3 separate regions of the Sus scrofa genome follow, and all the other regions are linked to region 1. Evidence: chromatin contacts called from public Hi-C and promoter capture Hi-C data. All regions are on one chromosome and are shown on one strand. The core of a region is the stretch at or near the end of the contact, and the rest is flanking DNA. Distances in the headings are between cores, read along the strand shown.

Region 1 (4,468 bases), core at 875-3,374:
TTTTGATACATTTCCAAGGCCATATTCCCACACAGTTTTATGCAAGAGTTATAACTTGGTTAATTTTCTTTCATGGCAAATACAGTTAATAGAAGGTCATATATCATGCATGAAATTTTAATCCTGAGTGATATTTTTTACTTGAAGCAAACACTTTCTGCAGTAATCTTTCTATACTTCATAATGCATAATCAAAACTTGCAGGTTTCCTTCAATGACTTATCCATTACATTTTTACCATCTTTCAACTAAAAACAAAAAACAAAAAACAAAAACAAAAACAAAGCCTTATTATAAACTCTCACTTACTATAATGTAGAACACTATTTTACTTCTTCCAGATTTGAATCCCATGGAGTGGGCTATAGACTCCACTGAATTGACTTTCTACCCTAGACCCTCAGATTTTCTGTCTCCATCCAAACCTTGACTTCAGAAGGAAGGCCTTTGCCAACAGGCTAGTTCACTTATTCTGAATGCAGCTGGATTCCAATCTCCTGACATACTTGTGCAATGCTAGAAAATAAACCCTGGACTAATACAGAGCAGTTTAAGAAAAAAAGAGCCGCTCACCCTCTTTGACTTTATTGTCATCGATCCCAAACTTTTAGCCACTGTTTTGTTTTGTCGGCTGAGTTAACGAACTACATTAATTTCTGGGTAAAAAAAAAAAAAAAAATCACTGTCTTGCAGAGAAGCCTCTAGACTGAAAGAAACAAGGAAGCATTTGCAATTTATTGTTGGAACGATCCCTGCTTCAGGCCCTTTGCAGTGCCTCCGACCACCTCCAGGACTTCCAAGAGCGATGAAACGCAGTACTGCCGACATGAAGGGGAGAAAGTGCTGTCTTACCTTTACAACTTCTTATCACCCCAATTCTTCCCAATCTTGCACACTCAGCTGAGTGCAGTTTATCTCCTAAAACAAAACAAAAGGGAAGAGAAAGGTAATTTACAAAATAGTCGTGTCAGGAGAATTTAGTTGCTTTTTATACTGGCCTGAGCAGCCCGGTTTATCTGGTTTAAAAGTACAGTGCTGAGTGTACCCAGAGGGGCAAAGGGCAGTTTTAGGTCCGCAGGCAGCTTCCAGATAAAGGAGATAGCTCTGCCGGCACACACTGAGGGGTGCGTCCTGGGTTCGCTGTTGGGTTAGCTAGCCTTGCAGTTTGGATGTCCTAAGGGGACGCCGTAACCAGCAGGTTCCCGGCGTGCATGCGTCCTTGTGGGCGTTGTGCAAGAGGGCTGCAACTGAAGCTGGTTCGGTTCCTCCTTCCAGGTCTTCACGCCCGCTCCGGAAGGTGCCGGGACCTATAAATCTCGGGTGCAGAGAGCGAGCTGGGGGTCGTCTGGCCCTGACCTGGAGAAGCCGGCGGCGGCGCGGTCTCCACCCACAACTGCGCTCCCGCCCACCACCAGGTGGCCTAGGGAACGCCCCTCGCCTCCCTTCTTCAAGCAACCCAAACGGACGCAGCCAGCCAGCTCGAGTTCGAGGCACACGCCCAAGTCCTCCAGCGTTCGAGGCCGCACGTTTTCTTCCCCCTGAACCCAAGAGTTCGTCTTCCACGCATCCCTGCATCCTCCCCCAGCCCGGTTTTCCTTTCTCTTGCAGACCTGGCCCTCCAATTGTCACTGCATGCCACCTCCAGCCGCCCAGTGTCACGCTCCCACGCCCAGGAGCTGGCCTTTTGCACGTCCAGGCATCCAGCACCTTCTTCCTTCCTATTTTCTTTTCCCATGCCCAATACTTGGATTCCTCACCAGCTGTCTTGCAACCAGGACTGCCTAAGTTTCCCCCACCATACGCAAGATCTGAGCTTCCTTTTTTTAATTTATTTTTTTAAACCACTCCAGCCATTGACAGACTCAGAGCCTCCCGGCGAAAGCCAGGGGCCGCCCCCCGACCCCTCGTCCCGTCCCCCGACCTCGACCTCGAAAAACTTGCGGTTACCTGCAGGGGAATGTACCCTGGCGATGACCCGGAACGGCCACAGCCACTCACTGGCTTAACCCCAGCTGGGCCCCAGCTGTTTCGGCTTCTTAACAGCCAACGCAGAAACAGAACGGGTCTGAGGAGGCAGGGCTTTTGCCTCTTCCCGGCTTTTGTCCCGGTCCGGCCCCCTCAGTCCACCTCCCGGAGACCCGCCCCTGCCACGCCACCAATCGCCGAACGCCGACCTCCTGAGATAGGCGGGGCCTGGGATCAGGGGCGGGTTCCGGAACCTTGGGCGAAGTGGGTGGGGGAGGCTTCCCTACGCTCGCAGTGGGGGAAAGGGCAGTGGTGCTGCGGTATTTGGCCCCTGCTTCCCTACTGCGGAAGGAGGACAATGCCACCTGCAGGCTAGGGAGCAGGGCGCGCCGCGGCTGGTATTCTGAGTCCTACACCCCAAAGGAGCGTCCCGGTCTTTGTAAGAACGTAGGGCTCCGCAGCCTGCAGGCCTGCGATAAAGGCAAACAGGGGACAAAGCGGTCCGGACACGTCCCCTTCCCGCCGCTCGCCGGATGTGCCATAGGCTGGACCGAGTCTGGGACTGCCGGAAGCGAGCCCTGGGCGAGCGGGGGTCGCTTTAGGGGAAGCTAGAATACAAAAGATTGAACGGCACGAGCAGATGCACTGCCGTCGGCTTGTATTTCCGCGACCGCCTGCGACAAGTTCTTTGGAGCTTCTGTATTTACAATTTCAGTTACTGCTGCGTACTATAAATAAACGCGGTCGTCTTTTGCATTAAAAGATAGTGAGATTGTTATCTGAGTTCCAGTGAAGCTCAACTAAAGATGAGAAGCCTTAGAAAACAGTGGATTTAAAAAAAAATCTGGAGCTTCCTAGCGGGTTAAAGATCCAGCGTAGTCACTGCTGTGGCCCGGGTTCGACCCCTGGCCCGGGAACTTCCACCTGCCCCGGGTGAGGCCAAAAGAAAAAAAAAAAAAAATCTGTCCTTTGTTTTTTTTATGTATTCCTTATCCTTGAAAACATTGAAGGCGGGGGGGGGGGTGTTTTAGACTGTGATTTGTAGGATAATCACGCGCTTGGCCCAGGATTCCATGCCTCCAAATTAACTTTTAAAAATTATCTCTTGCCGCGGGAGCGGCCCAAGAAATAGCAACAACAACAACAACAAAAGACAAAAAAAAATTATCTCTCATATCGGATTATTCCTTCAACTCTCTGAAGATTATGGACACTACGGGTGCATTTTGGACTCTAGAGGGCGCTGGTATTTTTCCCAGGAGAAAAGGACGAAGGAAAGACTACACCGCCTCGCGCTTATTGATTTTTGAGTTGGATTAACTGAGAGTAGCAGTCACCTCTATTTATTTCCGTAGAATTGATGATAGAGATATATGGTCTTGTATTTTCATCTCAAACCTGAGACCCGCAAATCACCTGAGCTTACAAATTTACTCCATATTCTATCAGGTTCACGTTGTTTATTACCGCCTGGCGACTACTAAAATTATTTCTATTCATTCTTGTTCCAGAAAGGATTTAGGGTAGCCTTCAAGATACATAGCACGACCAAAGACATCGAATATAACTGAGGAGAATGAGGAACAGGGAGAATAAATTCAGGCAATTATACAGAACCAAAGTTAGTTTAATCACAAAATGTATTCCATTAAATAGTAGACACTGCCAAAAAGGGGCTACAAATCTGGCAGTATGGGAGGAAAGGTAACACGTAAGGGGCTCTCAGCATCTAAAACAGTGTTCCCTGAGCCAGTATTATACAAAATAGTTTTCTTTTTCTTCTTTTTTTTTTTTTGGCTATGTCTGCGGCATGTAAAAATTCCCAGACAACAGATTAAACCCCCGCCACAGCAGTGACCTGAGCCTCTGTAGTGACAACCCCAGATCCTTAACTCACTGCACCCCAAGGGAACTCCTTTAAAAAAATTTTTGTAGATCCCATGAATTGCCTTATAGTAATATATAGAGATATATGTTCCCTGTGCTGATAGCTCTTAAACAACCATAAAATAACTAATTTGTAGACAAAATGACTTAGAGGCAAAACTATAAAAAATATATCACCATTAAGAACATTAATTAAATGTAACAAATGAGTTTGGCTGAAATTAAATTACTGCTTGCAAGGCAAATATGAAACTAACTGCTTCCATTCTGATACTTTTGAATTTAGCTTGGTTCTTTTACTGGATGTCATGTAATGATTCATTTAGAACATGGGTTTTCTCTCTTTGGTTAATATGGTGTGCCTTGACGTCATTTGTCTTTCATTTGGCCAACAAAAAAATCTGAATATTTTGATATTATCAGATCCCAAATATTGCTGTAAACACAAATAGAAACGTGGGCCATGAAATGTCTGTCAATATTTGGTTATGAGACACTCATCCAGATAACAGGAGACTCCTATGAATACTCTAAGGTATTTGTACTTTCATTTGGATGATCTAAAAAAAAATGAAGTAGAATGAACAGTTCTTTCTACTTCATGGAAATTCAATTC
Region 2 (4,350 bases), core at 240-2,739, 1.6 Mb after region 1:
TTCCTAAGATTTAAAAACAAGCAACCGTTACTTGAAAAGGCACATATCACACACAAATGTAAAAAAATCAATGTGATAGAAATGGTCTGGATTAAGAAAAATTTCATGTAAAAAAAGTCCAGAAGGGCTGGATAAGAGATTTAGATTAAAGCTATGAGGAAATAGTACCAACCTCGACACTAATCTGATTAAGTGGGAAATGAAGGAGAACCAAAGAGTTATAACAGATTTTGAAGATAGTCAAATACATCGTATTTCATGATTCATTGTTTACGTTCTTCCAGTATCCCGGCTAAAAACAGCGCATTTTCGTTAGAAAACTGTATTACTTGGCAATTTCTGTATTTGTAGTGTTGATAAATATTATAAATCACTTTTACGAACACAAGGTATTTGATTCTCATAACAACCTCCTAAGGCAGGGACAGTATTATGAAACTATTTACAAGAGGAAACAGATTGAGATAGGAGAGGTTGTAACTTGCCCAAGGAAACAGCTAGTGTAAGAATTGGAAACAGCCAAGACCACTCACTGGTAAGCCTTACTCAAGCAATCTACATTCCAGAACACCAGGTTTTTCTCTAATGTTTAATTACTTTTAGAGCCTCTTCTTTCCAGTCAAACACAGGGCCAGTCTTGTCTGCAGTAGTGGTAAATATCTCAGGTTTTGTTGCTAACAAACATGCCCTATCCTGTCGGTATCTAAAAAAAAAAAAAAAAAAAAAAAACCCTTTGACCCAAACACAGCACAAGTTAAACAAACTGGTTAAGGTAAGACGAAGGAAGCTATTTTCTTAAATCTCGCCAGTTGATAGAAGTTGGGGGAATCCAAAAGTAACGTGCTTCCCATAATTAAAAAAAAAAAAAAAAAAAAAGTCCCCGCTGACCGCTAATTGAAGCGGAAAAGAGGAGCGGATCCGCCCGAAGCAGAGCGGGCATGGAAACAAACCAAATAATAATTCTCCCGGAGTAAGAAAACATCACAACAAGATCTATCCAGTGCCTCCCCTCTTGGCTGTTAAATTAGCCTCTTCCTTCCCACTAGCTTCTTTAATAACCTGAACATAGTCTTGTATTTCTTGCTACCAAACACCACGTATCCTCAAATTTTCCAGCAACATCAATCCCTTCAGCACACAAAGTGACACAAACTCGGAAATACCATTCCTCAATAATTCCCTAGATTCCCCTCCATCCAACGTAATTCTAAAGGCCAATCCACCGTCTTACTGAAATAAAGCAAAAATTAAAAAAAACAAAACAAGGGACCAATCTAACGCAAACGGCTCCGCGTCACAGACCCTCAACACCGGGCACAACCACCGCACCCGTCAGGCGCGGCCGCCGAAGCAAGGGGCGGGCCCAAAGGACCACGTGTTCTGCCTTCTGCGCAAGCGCCAGACAAAACAAAAGGGAGGCCTGCCAGGCCCCGCCCCTGACCCCACGTGACCGCGCTTAGGTCCGCCCCCACCCCTCCCTCCACCCCTTCCCTCCCCTCAGCTCCTGCCAAAGCTGTTAGGTTTAGCCGTTTAAATTTGGCTGCGATCCGACCCCTGCCCTAGAGCGCGATCCTGTGCTGCTACCCAGAGTCCAAGAGGCCAGAGGATTCGGGGGACGGAGGGGCTGCTGGTCGGTCGCCTGGCCGCAAGTTCTCCCAGCGGTCTTCTCCGCTCTCCCCTCCCCGCGCTGCCGCCGTCCCCGGCAGAGGAGACCCACCCCCCTCAGCCCGCCGCTGAGACGCCGGCCACTCGCCTGCTGGGGCGCCCTGGCTCCCCTCCGCCGCCGCACCTTCGGTCCGGCCGTGGTGGGGGCTGCCGAGGTGATCTCTAGCTGCCTGCCCGCCTCCCCCCACCCGGGGCGCCGCTGACTCGTCTCCAGAGCGCGTCCCGTTCCCGCCCCAGCCGCTGCCGCCGCGGTTTAACAGTCCGCCCGCCGCCCGCAGCTCCGGGCGGCTCGGGGGACGGAACCCTGCCGCGGTGGAGGGGCTGTGGGCGGGGCGCGGCGCCGGCCAATGGCAGCGGGGGAGGGGCAGCACCATGCAAATGAACGCGGGTGGCGGGGAAACCCCGGCAGGGGGCGGGGCCTGCAGAAGCGTCTCGGAGCGTTCTGGAAGTGGCTGGAGTGCGGCGCCCGAACCCTGCTGCAGTGGCGCGGCGGCTGCTTTGGGGCGGATCATCGCTGCTCCTGCTTCCTCCTTACCCCTTCCCCGTGCCAACCGGGGAAAATACGGACGCAGACAGACACACACGCCAAAAATACGGCTAGGAGAGAGAGAGCGAGAGACTTATACCAAAAATATGGCAGGGCTACTTCCCGCCTCTCCTTTGCTATTTCTGTATCACCGTGACAGGAAAAACAAAGCGAGAGGAAAGTCAAGCTGCTTCTACCCCCTGCCGCCCGCGCAGGCTCCTGACGGCCGGACCTTCCCGCCCTGCCGCTGGAGGGGCGAGTTTTAACAGAGCTTTGTTACTGTCGCCAAGTCTATACGGGTCCGTGTGTTTACATTTATTTGGGCTGAGCGCTCAAATCCAAAGGCATATTTATGTACGATCCCCCGAAGGACCCTGAAAGAAGGTGACAAACCTGCCTTGGGTCTAGCTGGGTCGTTTTACAGCAAGAAGCAGGAGCGATCAGCTCGAGCATTTCAAAATCTGTCCAAAGCTAGTTTGAGTAGCTCTGGAGTTAACTCCGTTCTGCAGTAGCGCAAATAAATTAACGAGTTTTATGAGGAGATAGTCGGCCAGGGACACATAAAAACATCTCTGAGACTCTTGCACCTGGCCCAGCGCTCCACTCACCACGAAACTACACCCAGGCATTTCCCTAGCCACGAACTCAAGGGGGATGTGTGTGTGTGTGTGTGTGTGTGTGTGTGTGTGTGTGCGCGCGCGCGCGTACTAAATATAGCTCTTATAGCTTGCAGCTGGATTACAGGTTTTCTTAAGCACCTAATTTACACATGGAATGATTTATGGAATGAAGTGCACGAAGACTTTAGATCCAGAAAGGCAATTGTTATTATTTCGACCATATTGATAGGTTAAGATCTCGGTGAGGGTGAGGGAGAGAAATCCAAGGAATTGGAGTTATAACAAAGTATAAGACATGACACAAATTACTGGAATTGAAAAATAACTGGCTTATTCCTGGTCTTTTTAGTACATTGTGACATAGTGCAATGATTTTTATGACAAGCTGCTCTTGTAAGAGAGAATAATTTTTTTTAATTGCTCAAACAATAATTGCACCTTCATATGGAGTAAGGGAAGTGTTTGGAAAACTGATTTACCATCACTGAAATAAAAATTGTAAGTGAGTAATGTACTGTGAAAGTAATTGGGAGTCCCCATTGTGGCTCAGTGGGTTAAGAACCCGACATAGTGTCCATGAGAATACAGTTCGATCCCTGGCCTTGCTCAGTGGGTTAAGGATCTGGCATTGCCACAAGCTATGGTGTAGGTCACAGATGTGGCTTGGATCCTATGTTGCTGTGGCGTGGTTTAGGCCACAGCACACTGATTCCACCCCTAGCCCAGGAACTTGATTAAGGCATTTAATTTTTTTTAAATGCACAGTCTGAGAAGTCAAGCATGTATTATGTTAGTTCAAAGAAAGATATTTTATTTGGTCTGTATAGGTGTTTTAAAGGACTTAGGCAGGGGAGAAAGTCATCAATAGTTTAGGAGATAGTATCATTGAGTTTGAGTAGAGGTTGTGTTTGTCATATTATGGGGCACAGCGCATGTCATTACTAGATTGAGTAAATGCTAGAGATAGGGCAATAAACAAAGTTCCAGTCCTTATGGAATTTATAGTGGTGATACAGGCATTAAGTTTTGTCATTACACAAGTAATAATTCAGAAAGCATTTTAATAAACATTATCTAATTTGTTCATCAAACAATCATAGGAGGTAGGTTGTTTCCAATCTCTAGGTTCTTTTATTTTGTGGTCAGTTCTGCAGTCTGCCAAATTTACAGACCTTAAATAAGTATTTCAATCTACCAAGCCATCACACAAATAAATTTTGCTTATTTCTTTGTGTTCAATTTATGGTACTTTAAAAATAATAGGAATGGGAGGTAGGAAATGATTAATAATAGATGTTTGATGTAAACAGTGTAGAAAAGCACAAAGAAGAAAATTGCCTTCATCTAGAAGCGCTGCTATATTTCATACGTATGAGCTGACACTGCATAATGTATATTTCTTAGCCCATTTAACCACATATTAAGCACATTGTACCTTTTTTATTATATATTTATTTATTAATTTTTAGGGCCACATCCCAGGCATACAGAGGTTCCCAGGCTAGGGGTCCAATCGGAGCTACAGCTGCCAGCCTATGC
Region 3 (4,472 bases), core at 1,858-4,357, 1.9 Mb before region 1:
AAAGTGAGCGTATCATTAATAGATAAAGCCTATTTTTCTGCTTTGATTTCCTGCTAATTTTCGTTGATATTCTGAGCAGTTATCTATTAAATGCTCCCAAGATATTCTGAGCTGGCCCACAAGCCCAAGCCTTTAAGTGTCTGGAGTGCTATTTTCTGGGCCAAGTAGTAATTTATCTTACAAATTTGCAATTACCTATTTATGTGCCTATTCTACACACACTGTGTTATAAACTTCTTGAATCTTTCTATCCTCAGTATCTACCCCCAAGGTTGGAATACAGTAAGCTCTAAAACGGTGGTTCTCAACAAGAAACAATTTTGCTTCCCAGGGAACATTTAACAATGTCCAGACAACTTATCTGTTGTCACGACTACAATACTCAGAAGAGTCTCCTATAATCAAGAATTGTCTAGAGTGTCAACAGTGTTGAATATGAGAAACCCTCTCTCAAAGATTTGCTGATTACTGAAATAAATGGAAATAATGGAAGTAGATCATATAACACCAACTGACATACATAAAAAACAGACAGAAAAGTTATCCTTTCAGAGTTTTTTATCCATTCACTTGATGGTATTGGCTAAGCAATGAACTTACTACTTGATTATATGGGCTAAGCATCTAACTTTTCATTTGGAACTCTTGAAAATGCAAATTATGTGATCGGAATGTATCACATAAAGAATTTCAAAGGTTAAAGGAGGGGGAAAATAGTACATATATATAAGTTTTAAGCATAGGGTTTCAGGTACCTATTACAGATAGTATATAACAGGAAATTTCATTAGTTCAAGCTTCAATAACTCATGAAATTCATTAATTCAGAATTTATGATATTGAACTTACAGACATTTGTCACCTTCTAGTGAGTGGCTTTTTGGTAAATCAGAGTCTCTGCTTCCTTATCTAAAGAAGAAAGCAATCCTAGGCTAGGTATTATCAGTAGGCGGCTCAATAAATACCAGTAGAAGCTGAACTCAATCAATTAGGCAGTACTACCCACTGAAAATCAGTTTTAAAGTGCTTTTTTTCCTTTGTGCTCCTTCTCTTTCCTATTGGCACACACTATATATGTGTCTTTATTATTCCACCTACTAAACTACAGGTTAGTAAACAACTTCAGTACCTACTAAACTATAGGCTCCTTGAAAAGGAAGGGTGCACTTTGGTCATCTTCCTTTTCTGAAGACCTAGCATGGTGCCCTTGAGAAAATAATCATCAAATAGAGTTGACCATTAAACAATATAGGTTTGAACTTTGCAGGTCCACTTATAGGTGAATTTTTTTTCAATAGTAAATACTATAGGAGTTCCCATCATGGCTCAGCGGTTAACAATCCAACTAGGAACCATGAGGTTGCGGGTTCAATCCCTGGCCTTGCTCAGTGGGTTAAGGATTCGGCGTTACTGTGAGCTATGGTGTAGGTTGCAGATGCAGCTCGGATCCCACGTTGCTGTGGCTCTGGCATAGCCTGGACCCCTAGCCTGGGAACCTCCATGTGGCACGGGAGGGGCCCAAGAAATGGCAAAAAGACAAAAAAAAAAAAAGTAAATAATACAATTACAAGATCTGAGGTTTGTTGAAACCTCACACCCAAACCGTGGATACTGTCACATTTCACAGTGACCCATTTATATGGCATTCTCAGCTTAGACTGCATAAGAGGAAATACATGTAGTGAAATGTTGAGGAAAAAAAAAGTGGATATCACCAAATTCCAGAATATGCAGAATCTGTCCTATTAAAATATATTGATATGAAGGTAAAAATGAATTTGCTGAATTAGAGTAATGACAGATTCAAATTCAAAAATCAGTATTTCATACAACGATGTAAAAACGCTGGAAGACTTTTTTGACCAGCCCAGCTAAAATGTCCTAACTACTCCCCAGTCATATCACCATTTAATTCTTCTTAGTAGATTCATTTCTGGCTTATAGTGGGCGATCAATAACTGTCTGCTAAATGAACTCTATCTCCACTCTCTGGCCATAACTTAATGTCACTTCTCTGCTATTAAAGAATGCAGGTGTTCTGGCAAACGCATAACACCCCGCTTAAAGATGCACATACAACTCGGTGGAAAAAAAGGACATTCCATAAAAAACTAATTTGCTGTTTATTCATCAGAAACAGTTCACCGTTACATTTCCTACACCCTCAATTCGTATTTGAGCAGAGTCGTCTCTGATACACGATTTTACAGTACATGTACTAGTTCCCCCAAACTTTTAAACAACGTAGCTTTTTGTTATTCGCACTGCAACCTTGGGACAAATTTTAAAATGTCCTTTTCTTCAGTTTCCCCACCAGTGAAAGAGTTAATAAGTGTTATCCAATCCATAAACATAACCAAATAATAAGAGGCATGTACGGTTGCTAAGGCAACAGCAACGAAAGATGCACTGTACCAGGTTTTGTGCTAATTTGGTGGAAAATGCTCCGTCTTTAGGCCCATGTCACTTGGCACAGGTCCTCTCTCGGGGAACAATACGGCCTTCTCTCCAGGTAGAGGACTGTCCTGCATTCCCTTGCAGAAGGAAGGTCACCCACAAGGCTGCATTCGGGTTAGCGCTCCCCCCGGGCCTCCAGACCTCTCCTCCTCTCTGTTCCATCATACCAGAAACCTTGACTAACAGACCTCACCTGCCGGCTTTCTGAGGGTTCCCCAGGAGGCAGGGTGGAACGGGGTACCCAGTCAAGGACAAGAGGAGAAATGAGTCGGTTGGACCAAAGGAAAGAGTCTCATCAAGGAACAAACTCCGAGGGCCAAGGTACCTCAGCCTTCTCACCCAAACACGACCTCACCTTTTCCCTGGAGCCGCCGAGGATGGCTGCTCTGCAGAACCGTCTACACCGCAACGACCCCTTCAAAGGCCGATTTGCTTATTCAATATGGCGGCCTCGGGCATCTCCGTCAGCCAGTCCTGCAAGAACGGAAAGCCGGGAGGGACCAGAAACCCCAGTTCAACAACTTCCCGCGTAGATTGAGTTCAGCAACTTCCGTCAGTTTGACAGAGGGCGGGGCGGAGGGCGTTGCAGCCGGGAGCGGGGGCGGGGTAGAAGGGTTGGCTCAGACCTGCAGTTCCGCCGGAAGTGGCCTGGCGGCCCAGGCCGAACGTCTTCGGTCATCTCCGGTGCTTCAAAAGGCTCTTCTTGTAATCTTCCGAAGCCCTTGGCGATAGTAATTTGAGAAATATCCATTTTATTAATGATTTGCAAACACAGAGAAATACCGGTGGGCAATCTGTCGGCCTATTTCAGAGCCCTTGATTTTTACATTGTGGAAGCGTAAAGTGCTTTAACCTTTAACCTCTAACCTCCGGCCAGGGGCATCGGAGAGAAACGCCTCCGTCTCTATATAAGGAATTTCCGGGCTTTTTGCGGCCTTTTTCCTCTTAGCGTTAGGCTCCCTCGCCTGCGCTCCTTTTTTCCTCCGCTGCGGCCCAGTTCCCAGATCGACAATCGCCATGGGTTTTGGAGACTTGAAAAGCCCCGCCGGCCTCCAGGTGCTCAACGACTACCTGGCAGACAAGAGCTACATCGAGGGGTGAGCGGACCGGCAGGGGCGGCCGGGTGCGGTGGGGCCACGTGGCGCGGCCTCGGCTGCTGCTGGAGGAAAGGAAGCCTGGACCCAGGGCTCTCCCGGGGGAAGGGGCTGCAGAGAGAGAAGGGTTAAAGAGGTGCTTTCTTTTCGATTACTTGATTCAACTAGGTTTTTCTGCGTTTTGCTCAGTTAACAGATGGAAGCCTGTAGACATGGCGTTAGTGATTGCAATTTCCGAGGTCTACTAAGTGTCAGGCATGTCTCAGGATAGCGCGGAGAACTGAGTAGATAATCCCTGATCCTAAGGAGCTTTTTTTTTTCTCCTTTTCTCAAATAGCTAAAGCACCTTAGGGCCCCCTAACAAATGGGCGCGTTCTCATTCAATAATTTGAGGGTCGTAGCGTTTGTCATTTATTTGCTGGTGTTCGTAGCTTTTTTTTTTTTTTTTTTTTTTTTTGAGGTGTGTATAACTAGTTTTGTATCATGGACAGGTATGTGCCATCACAAGCAGATGTGGCAGTTTTTGAAGCAGTCTCCGGCCCACCACCTGCTGACTTGTGTCATGCCCTACGTTGGTATAATCACATCAAATCTTATGAAAAAGAAAAGGCCAGGTAAAATTATCTTTGTGTTCATCTGAAGAATGGACTGATTTTAAGGTTAAACTTGGGATTTTCGCGTGACAAATTAGGATTCTGGCGACTTCATGTTTGTTGGGATATTGTAAGCTAAATTTCTGTGACTTTAGAAGACCAAGAGACTGGAATTCTCCATTTTTTCATGTAACAGGTAGGACATGAACAATTTTGATAAAAAGCAAATCAGGTGAAATGGAAAGTTTTACTCAAGCCACAATGAGAATTACAACTTGTGAAAAGCCCCTCAGAAACATCTGAGAACTGTTCCACCCATAGAAGTTCT

The links. Promoter capture Hi-C pulls out the DNA fragments that hold promoters and counts their contacts. Hi-C and Micro-C count contacts between places; a contact is called where the count stands out from the background.
Region 2: a Hi-C map of liver shows a contact between it and region 1, with 5 times the contacts expected there. The contact joins the enhancer-like site here to the promoter of IDH1 in region 1. A contact is called at or near these places in 1 of 5 promoter capture datasets (liver), 2 of 47 Hi-C or Micro-C datasets (heart right ventricle and liver) and 1 of 2 datasets of contacts at active chromatin or transcription factors (skeletal muscle).
Region 3: a promoter capture Hi-C map of liver shows a contact between it and region 1, with 4 times the contacts expected there. The contact joins the promoter of EEF1B2 here to the promoter of IDH1 in region 1. A contact is called at or near these places in 1 of 5 promoter capture datasets (liver) and 1 of 2 datasets of contacts at active chromatin or transcription factors (alveolar macrophages).

Annotation. Positions count from the first base shown.
Region 1 is chr15:111,360,206-111,364,673 of Sscrofa11.1, forward strand. It overlaps IDH1 (isocitrate dehydrogenase [NADP] cytoplasmic), which reads right to left and starts at 2,125. Exons shown (of 10, transcript XM_005672136.3): 1 at 1,948-2,125; 2 at 853-918.
Region 2 is chr15:112,914,687-112,919,036 of Sscrofa11.1, forward strand. No RefSeq gene overlaps it. Among named protein-coding and RNA genes, the nearest start is that of KANSL1L, 15 kb to the left of the region's middle. Within about 2 kb of position 1,490, at least 82 of the 83 cell types and tissues checked have an H3K27ac peak or open chromatin away from gene starts, as enhancers often do. A contact at or near this core is called in liver and skeletal muscle, where this site is marked.
Region 3 is chr15:109,448,794-109,453,265 of Sscrofa11.1, forward strand. EEF1B2 (eukaryotic translation elongation factor 1 beta 2) reads left to right here and starts at 3,108. Exons shown (of 6, transcript NM_001243524.1): 1 at 3,108-3,554; 2 at 4,043-4,165. The coding sequence starts at 3,475. It overlaps NDUFS1 (NADH-ubiquinone oxidoreductase 75 kDa subunit, mitochondrial), which reads right to left and starts at 3,020. Exons shown (of 19, transcript XM_003133603.5): 1 at 2,813-3,020.